Linked DNA regions of Mus musculus: region 1 is linked to region 2. Evidence: chromatin contacts called from public HiChIP or PLAC-seq data. All regions are on one chromosome and are shown on one strand. The core of a region is the stretch at or near the end of the contact, and the rest is flanking DNA. Distances in the headings are between cores, read along the strand shown. Region 1 has its middle 10 kb from the start of Gm39095. Region 2 overlaps Gm33248 (a long non-coding RNA gene).

Region 1 (3,509 bases), core at 255-2,754, 110 kb after region 2:
GATGATGTCTCTAGCCAAAAATAATTTCTAAATGGAAAAAATACCATCCAGAGTCATTGCATGCCCCTCCCTCTGCCCCTGAACAATAGAACAAAGATCATTTACAGTTGTACTTGGGGTCTAATCATAACCCGTTCTGAATACAACTGTGGTGGTAAGGAGTTTGCCTGCTATTTTAAGACCATAATTATTTTTTAATAGCACTATCCTTTCTTTCCGTTAAGTCGGTGTCAGTGAACCAGAGCTTGGCAAAAGGCAGCGGAGGGGGGGGGGAGATATACACTGCCAAAAGTTGACTGATAAAAGAAATATGCCTTTATTCTTAATCTCTGTAACCAAAATGAAAGGGCTAAGAGAAACCAGGAAATATAACAAATGACAGCTATTAATTTAGCGGAGGTGTGATTTGCATAGTAATGTCGGAAGTGTGTTGTTGATTATGGCATCGGCTCTGTCATTACAACCCTGAGAAATGTGCAGAGCCCTGTGGCACCTCCCACCATGAACCCATCTAATAGCAAAACAATCTTCAGGGAAGACGTTACTCCATCTTCCCAAACTCACAACACTAATCAGGATATTCTCCCTTTTGAAAGAAATAGTTTTTTCTTACAAGTGTGCATCTGGGGGACAGCATTGGAGAGTAGAGGAGCTTGCGGCCAAGCCTGATGACCAGAATTAGAGCCCTGGAACCTACCTGGTGAAAGGAGAGGAACCACGTCCACAAGTTTGACCTCTAATGACCTCACACACCCCAAGACACAAATGTGTGCCCACTCACAGACATATATAATAAATAAATGAAATAAGCCATCTGAAACAATATATATATTCACTTTATTTTTGCTTAAGATGCTATTTTTCTAACATTCACTTTTTATCGTGGTAGGGAGGTGAGTAGGCACATGCTGTGGGGTGTGTACGGAAGTCAAAGACAATTTGCAGGAGTCAGTTCTCTCTCTCTTCTCATCATGCAGGCTCCAGGGATCAAACTCAGGTTGTCAGGGTTAGCAGCAGGCACCTTGCTATCTGAGTTCCCTTGCTAGCCCAAGCCTCATATGTTATGAACCATCTCCCCCTCCCCATACATACGCACATTTAACTCACATATTGTGGAAGTAGCCACTGGGCTGCCAGTTCTAGGACCTATGCCATGTGACCCTCCTCAGCTGCTGCCTAAAGAGATAACAAGTGGAAATTCTAGAAAAGAAGCCTGAGAAGAAACTACCAAGCTAGAAGCAATAAGTCAGGAAAAAGACAGAACTATAAATAAGGGCTGAAAATTCTAGAAAAAAAATTTTTTTTTAATTTTAGTTTAATTCAATTTGGAGGTTGATTATTTTTCAGCTTTTCCATATTAAACGTGTTTGACCCACAAGTTCAGGGGCACACCTGCTTAATTTTTTTTTCTTGTGCTTTGTCTTTATGGCTTTTGGTTTCCACCTTCCTGTTTAAGGCATTCCCCCAAACCCCCGTCCTCCCGGAAGTTGTGTGTGATTGTTCTCAGCTGGGTGGGTTCACTGCCTCCCTCCCTCAGTCTGTAATCCTCAGCTCATATATCTCCGAACCTCTGCTGTGGCCGCTCTGCTTTCTCTTGTCATCTCTCCCTAAATATTTTTATTTTATTTGACAAACGTTTATAGAAACTAGCAGACACCCTAGGCACCAGCTATACACAGCATGGGGATGATTGAAACAGGCTCCCCGCCATCCCAAAGCATCCTGGTTGGTTTATACTGGACTAACATCACACATACTTTCAGTTTTTGGCCAGCATTGTGGGTGTCAGGGGTGAAGCTGTGTGGGGTAGGGGAAGAAAATGTCCCAGGGACTCCCTCCATTCCAGAGCCAGTGTCAACTGGAAGGGGGTGTACTCCAATGATCTGTTCCCTTAACCTTGCTTACTATAGCACAACAGAATCAGCAGTGATCAGCCCTGGTACTAAAGATGGAGAAACTAGTGTAAGACTAAGATTCACAAATGCTGGATGGACTCTAACACAGTACCTTTCTTACACAGTCTCTATGGTAGGGCTGTTTGTTTGTTTGTTTGTTTGTTTGTTTTAAGATTATATTTTCTCCCCATCTTCCTCCTTGAGTGCGCACGCATGTGGAGGTTAGAGGCCAACTTGCAGAAGTTGGTTCTCTCCTTCCACCATGTGGGCATCCCAGGCATTAAACTCAGGTCTTTGGGCTTGGCTCAGAGCACCCCTACCCTCTGAAACATCTCCTTGGTCCTCTAGGGTACTTTTGGTAAACCAGGAACTTTGCTCTCGGGTGCTGCAGTTCATCTTGCGAGGGCTCTACTCTCTGGTGAAGCTCCCTGGTTGCCATGGCATGGCTCACATTTGGTGCTAAGATCTATGTATTCGGTGCTTGGTTCCTAGCGTAGCTATGTAAGAGATGGTGACATTTTTTAAGAGGCAGAGCCAAGTGGGAGGTCCTTGTAGAAGAACCTGGGTCCTCCTGAGGACCAGCGAGCCAGAGAGCTGTGCTCACAGTGGCCTGAGGATGCTGTAGCCTGGGTGGATTAATTTGCAAGAGAGGAGTAAGGGATTTTCAAGGCACTGAGCCAACAGCCAAGGTCCAACAACATCCCCCCTCCCTCCTTTTTTTCTACAAAGAGCTCCATTCAATGAGTCTCACAATTGAACTTCACTGGCATACTTTCCTTACTTGGTACAGGGCCAAGGCATTTCCCCAAGGAGCCCTGGTCATGTCAGAGGTGGCTCGGAGTTGGTGAAAAGAGATCTGGGTTTAGTGGCTAGATAGTCATTTTATTACATGTTTTCCATTCAGCTGGCCAGGGGCTTATCTTCCCTTTAACTGTATTCTGCTCCAGTGTTGGCGGAGAAACAGGGGAGTGTGTGGGCCATATGCAAATGTCACACAAGCCTGTGCTTCTAAATCCGAAGATACCCCCCAGGTCTGTTTTTACCTTGGGGATAAGTACCTTGTGATATAGCCATTACTGTAGCAGAGTCATGTGCTCATGACCTGACCTAGTTAATTCCACTATAGGGTCTGAACTATGGGGGAGGGGGGGTGATGAGGGAGGATAGACTGATATGCAGCTGGCCAGAAAAAAAGTCTTTTGGGATTTTCAGCACCTTGGCACTTTGTCTTTTATCACCTTATCCATAGGGTTTAAGGGTAATTATGCTACCTACCAAAAAAAAAATCTAAATGAACCTCTTCTGTTATTCTTAAAAGCTCTTTCAAATCAGATTCCAAATGTACAGCTCAGCTTTTGGCTATGATCAAGACTACAAAATGACCTCAGCAGAAGAGCGGGGCAATCCGTCAATCATGTACGCTGCACACTTCAATAGCCGTGCCAACAATAATAACAGTGTAGGTGGGGGCTTCAAAAGCCTGCGCTTCTTATATTAAACTCCCTGTAGCACTGTGGGATTAAGATGAGTCAGAGAGTAAAGCAGTTTGTATGTTTGTGGGATTCTTCCCTTCAGAAACACTTGGACTGGGGTGAAGCGCATCCATATGTCTGT
Region 2 (3,727 bases), core at 268-2,767:
AGTCTACCAATGGGCAAGATTTTAGTGGCACAAGAGATTAAGTTGGCCAACCTGGGCAATCTGGTATCCTCCCCATACCATTCCTGTTTGCACAATATCCCATGTAACTTAAGGTGACATAGCCACAGGTTTCATGGTGGGGATGCAGATATTTTTGGTGGCCAATACCCTACCTACCATGAGTATAGCCACAAGTTCTAAGTGCACACAGGTGCACTGGCTGTAGGGAGATTGCTAACTTCAGGCTGGTTCTGTGTCCTTTCCCTTTGACTAGTTCTTGAGACAACTGATTTCCTGACTCCCTACTGACAAGGACATAACCTTCCCCAGTAGCGGCCATTTCTAGGCCAGTATCTCTTGCTCTGGCTTGGGCAGAGCCATCACTTCTTGGCACTCAGAGACTTATTCATTCTCCAGCTCCACATGATGGCTGCCACCTCCCAGGCTTGGAGGACTTAGTGTTAACCCCAGACTTCACTAACACTCATGATTCATCCTTACAAAGAGTCGGGGGCTCCTCTTTGTCCCCTGAGCAGGCCTGATCAGTGCATGCTTGACAGCTCAAAGCCTTGGGGACAAGAAATGAGGAGCTAGAGCCCACAGCTCAGCCATGACTGCAGTATTGGGTTGTGTTTACCTCTTCTGTGCACAAAGGCTCCCTTTGCCACCAGGATTAGGATTCTTCTCCCTCTGCTCAGCTTTAAGCAACATTGAGGGCGCCTGTGTCTGCACCGCAGTTTCTTGGGGCCTTTGGATCTGGATGCCATTTGAGCAATGCAGGAAAAGCAAGAGTTCCCACAAGCTCAGCACTCACAGCTATGAGGACTGTCATGGAGACAAGCCACCTTTCCAGAGACACATGCCACCTTGCGCCTGTGGGGGGCCTCAAGCTCCAGCAAACCCACCATCACTCCCATCTCTGGCCTTCTCCCTCCTCCATGTCTGGTCTCCATTCTCCCATCCCCACCCCATACAGTTCAATAAACCTCCTGATACCAGCTTTCCTAGTCCTAGGCTGGGCATCATGGACTCAAAGACAGAGCAGGTGGGGACTTACAGATCAACCAGATGCACTGTGTTAAGTACCAAGAAGATAATGCATAGGCAAAATAAGAGGGTAGCATCCAACCCATCTAGAAGACAAAGATTAAACCAGGAGGGGCTTCCTGAAGGAAGAGATATCTGAATGGATTGGGAACTCAACCAAGCAGAGGCAGATGAGGGTACTATCGGCAGAGGGACTATGCTTTCTTTCCCTCTACTGACCATCAGATTTTATATACTCCTTTCTTATGGGGCCTAGGAACCTCCCAGTGTATCTCCATACATTCTCCAGTGGTAGTAGGTATAGGATTTACACTAAAATTATGTTTCAACCTCTACCCTGAAGCCAGGAATAAGCCTGGTCATGCTTTTGGCTAGCACTGATCCATGGGAAGTTCTGGGCTACCACCCATGTCTTCCTTCAACGGAGTAGGCTCTGAGCCTGAGCTCCCAGGAGACTCAGCAGGTGGCATTGAGGCCTGCAGTGCAGTGAGGCAGTTGTTCCTGGCAGATCTGGATCCCAGGCATATCTCCAGCCTGGTCCCAGCACTGCCCTTCTCAGTCAGAAGACTTCCGGCAAGTCCTGTTCCCTCTCAGAGCCTCTATTTCTCAACTCTAAAGCTGGAGAAATGTTAGCATTCGCCCCCCAGGGTTGGCGAGAGAAGGACAAGTTCGCCCGCAGCCCAGTGTCTGGTTTGTGTCAAACCACAGTGAATGTACTTCAAAGAGACCATGCAAGGGCACTTACCAAGTGTCAGAAGGAAAGAGCTGCAGGAGGAGCCATCCTCTGAGTCAAGACAAGGGCTGTCCTGACCACTTAGTTTGGGGACACAGGAAGGCAGGGGATGTGAAGCAAACCAGAGGAGAAGCCGGCTGGACCTTCAGGACGACTTAGCAGTGCAAAGGGGGCTTTGAAAGAGGGCTGGAAGGAGGGAGGTAGCAAGCACCTTGGTCTAGTCCCGGGGCACTCCAAACACACAGAGAGAGCCTGTCTGTGGGCTTCTCTCAGATAGAGGACCACCGATTCTCAGCCCCAGAGCGGGGGTGAGCAAAGAGGTGGGCCGGTAGAATTCAGAGGGCACCTTCTTATCTGAAGAAGGTCAGCAGTGAAGCTGGCCCAGGGATCACTTCAGAATGACTTCCCAGAGCCAGCTGTCTACTGGGTTAGTGTCCATTCATATCTAGCTTTTAAGTACTAACCATGCCCTCGCCTGAGGCTCAGCCCAGGGTCTGGGAGACGAAGGACAGTAGTTCCTGTTTTTTCATGTGGTCTGGTGACAAAGGCACATGCACTTTATTTTAGGACAAGACAAACACCAAAGGGCAGTGTTGGACTGCAGGGGGGACCAGGAGACCTTACTGACTCGTCGGCAATAAAGTTTGTGTGGTAGGCTTTGATGACTACTATGGGCATCCTCTGTATGTGTGTGTGGGGGGCGGGGGGATGTTACTCTGCTTTCAGGGGAGTCTCTGACTTCTTTTTTATAACTTGTGGTGAATGGAGCCAGGTCTTCTTGACCCGATACTGAGGGATAAAGAGGGACAAAGGAGCTCCAGGAGATGGCAGAGCGAAGCCAGGGTTCTTGGGAGTCAAGAGAGATCTTGGGGTATTGTTCTGGTTGTGGGGAGGAGAGGATGGTCACTTCTATCCCAATGCTTTGCCCCACTGCTGTTGGTGTCCATGTGGACCCCAGCCATGCCCAGAAGGATCCCAAGAATGATGACGATCCAGAGACAGGGGACAAAAGGGAATTAGGAACGCAGGCCAGGGACAGTTACTAGCATTGCCTGCAGAGCCTAGGAGTCTACTCAGAGAAGAACTCACAGCCTGAGGCTGGCCCCTTTCAGGAATTTGTAATGCGACTCCCTTGTGTGAGGTACAACCATGGAGTCACACATCACTGCTTAGACTCCCGAGCCACCTCCCAGCCTCAGTGCCTTACACCCTTTTTAACTGAGCACTCTGAGCAAAATGCCAAGGACCTGGGTCTTAAACAGGCTCCCCTTGTCCTTCTCTGGTCACTTGAGCATCCATTACAGGCTTTCTGGCATCCTTCAGGCTCTCCTGCTGGCCCTGGCTTGGGACCCTCCTTCTGCCTCCCAGTGCCTCCCACTTCCTGTCTCTCCAACTGTCCCAAGGAAAATGCAAACCTTCTGTGCTCAGCACAGGCATGCCCGTCAAAGTACTGAAACATCATCTTTGTGGGTGGTTTCAGAGCCTGGCTGCCAGAGCCAAGGCAGTCAATGGGACTGCTGACTGACTTTCTTCCACTTGAGAGGGGAGCAGCCCGTGACTGGGATCCTGTTCCGAACAAGGGATGGGGAAAGACAGAGCCCTTGCTCCCTGCCTGTGTTTGTGTGGAGCCTTCAATGCCTTTTCCAGTTCACTTTGACTTCCTCAGCAACAGCCTGAGAGGTGGGGTTTGTCTTCCTCAGTTTACAGAGTAGCAATCCGAAGCTCTGAGAACTGACATGACTTTCCCAACTCTACTCTCCCATCTGTCACAGTCTGATCACAAACTGAATTCTCAGTTTGATCCTAGCGTCTTTTCCCTTTGATAGGCATGTGGGCATAGTGTCCAGCCCGACCCATGGTGGAGGGTCCCCCTCAATGAGCAATGATACAGGTATTGATGTCACCAGGACACATAATCTACTACAGGGACAAAAAAAAAAAAAAAAA

Evidence for each region. HiChIP or PLAC-seq counts read pairs in DNA pulled down with a chosen protein or histone mark.
Region 1: an H3K27ac HiChIP or PLAC-seq map of large pre-B cells shows a contact between it and region 2, with 2.5 times the contacts expected there. The contact joins two enhancer-like sites. A contact is called at or near these places in 3 of 484 Hi-C or Micro-C datasets (cortical neurons, nephron progenitors and uterus) and 2 of 115 datasets of contacts at active chromatin or transcription factors (embryonic stem cells and large pre-B cells).

Annotation. Positions count from the first base shown.
Region 1 is chr7:129,799,032-129,802,540 of GRCm38.p6, forward strand. No RefSeq gene overlaps it. Among named protein-coding and RNA genes, the nearest start is that of Gm39095, 10 kb to the right of the region's middle. Within about 2 kb of position 1,505, at least 50 of the 459 cell types and tissues checked have an H3K27ac peak or open chromatin away from gene starts, as enhancers often do.
Region 2 is chr7:129,688,779-129,692,505 of GRCm38.p6, forward strand. All of the region lies in intron 2 of Gm33248 (a long non-coding RNA gene), which reads left to right. Among named protein-coding and RNA genes, the nearest start is that of Gm33248, 23 kb to the left of the region's middle. Within about 2 kb of position 1,518, at least 40 of the 459 cell types and tissues checked have an H3K27ac peak or open chromatin away from gene starts, as enhancers often do.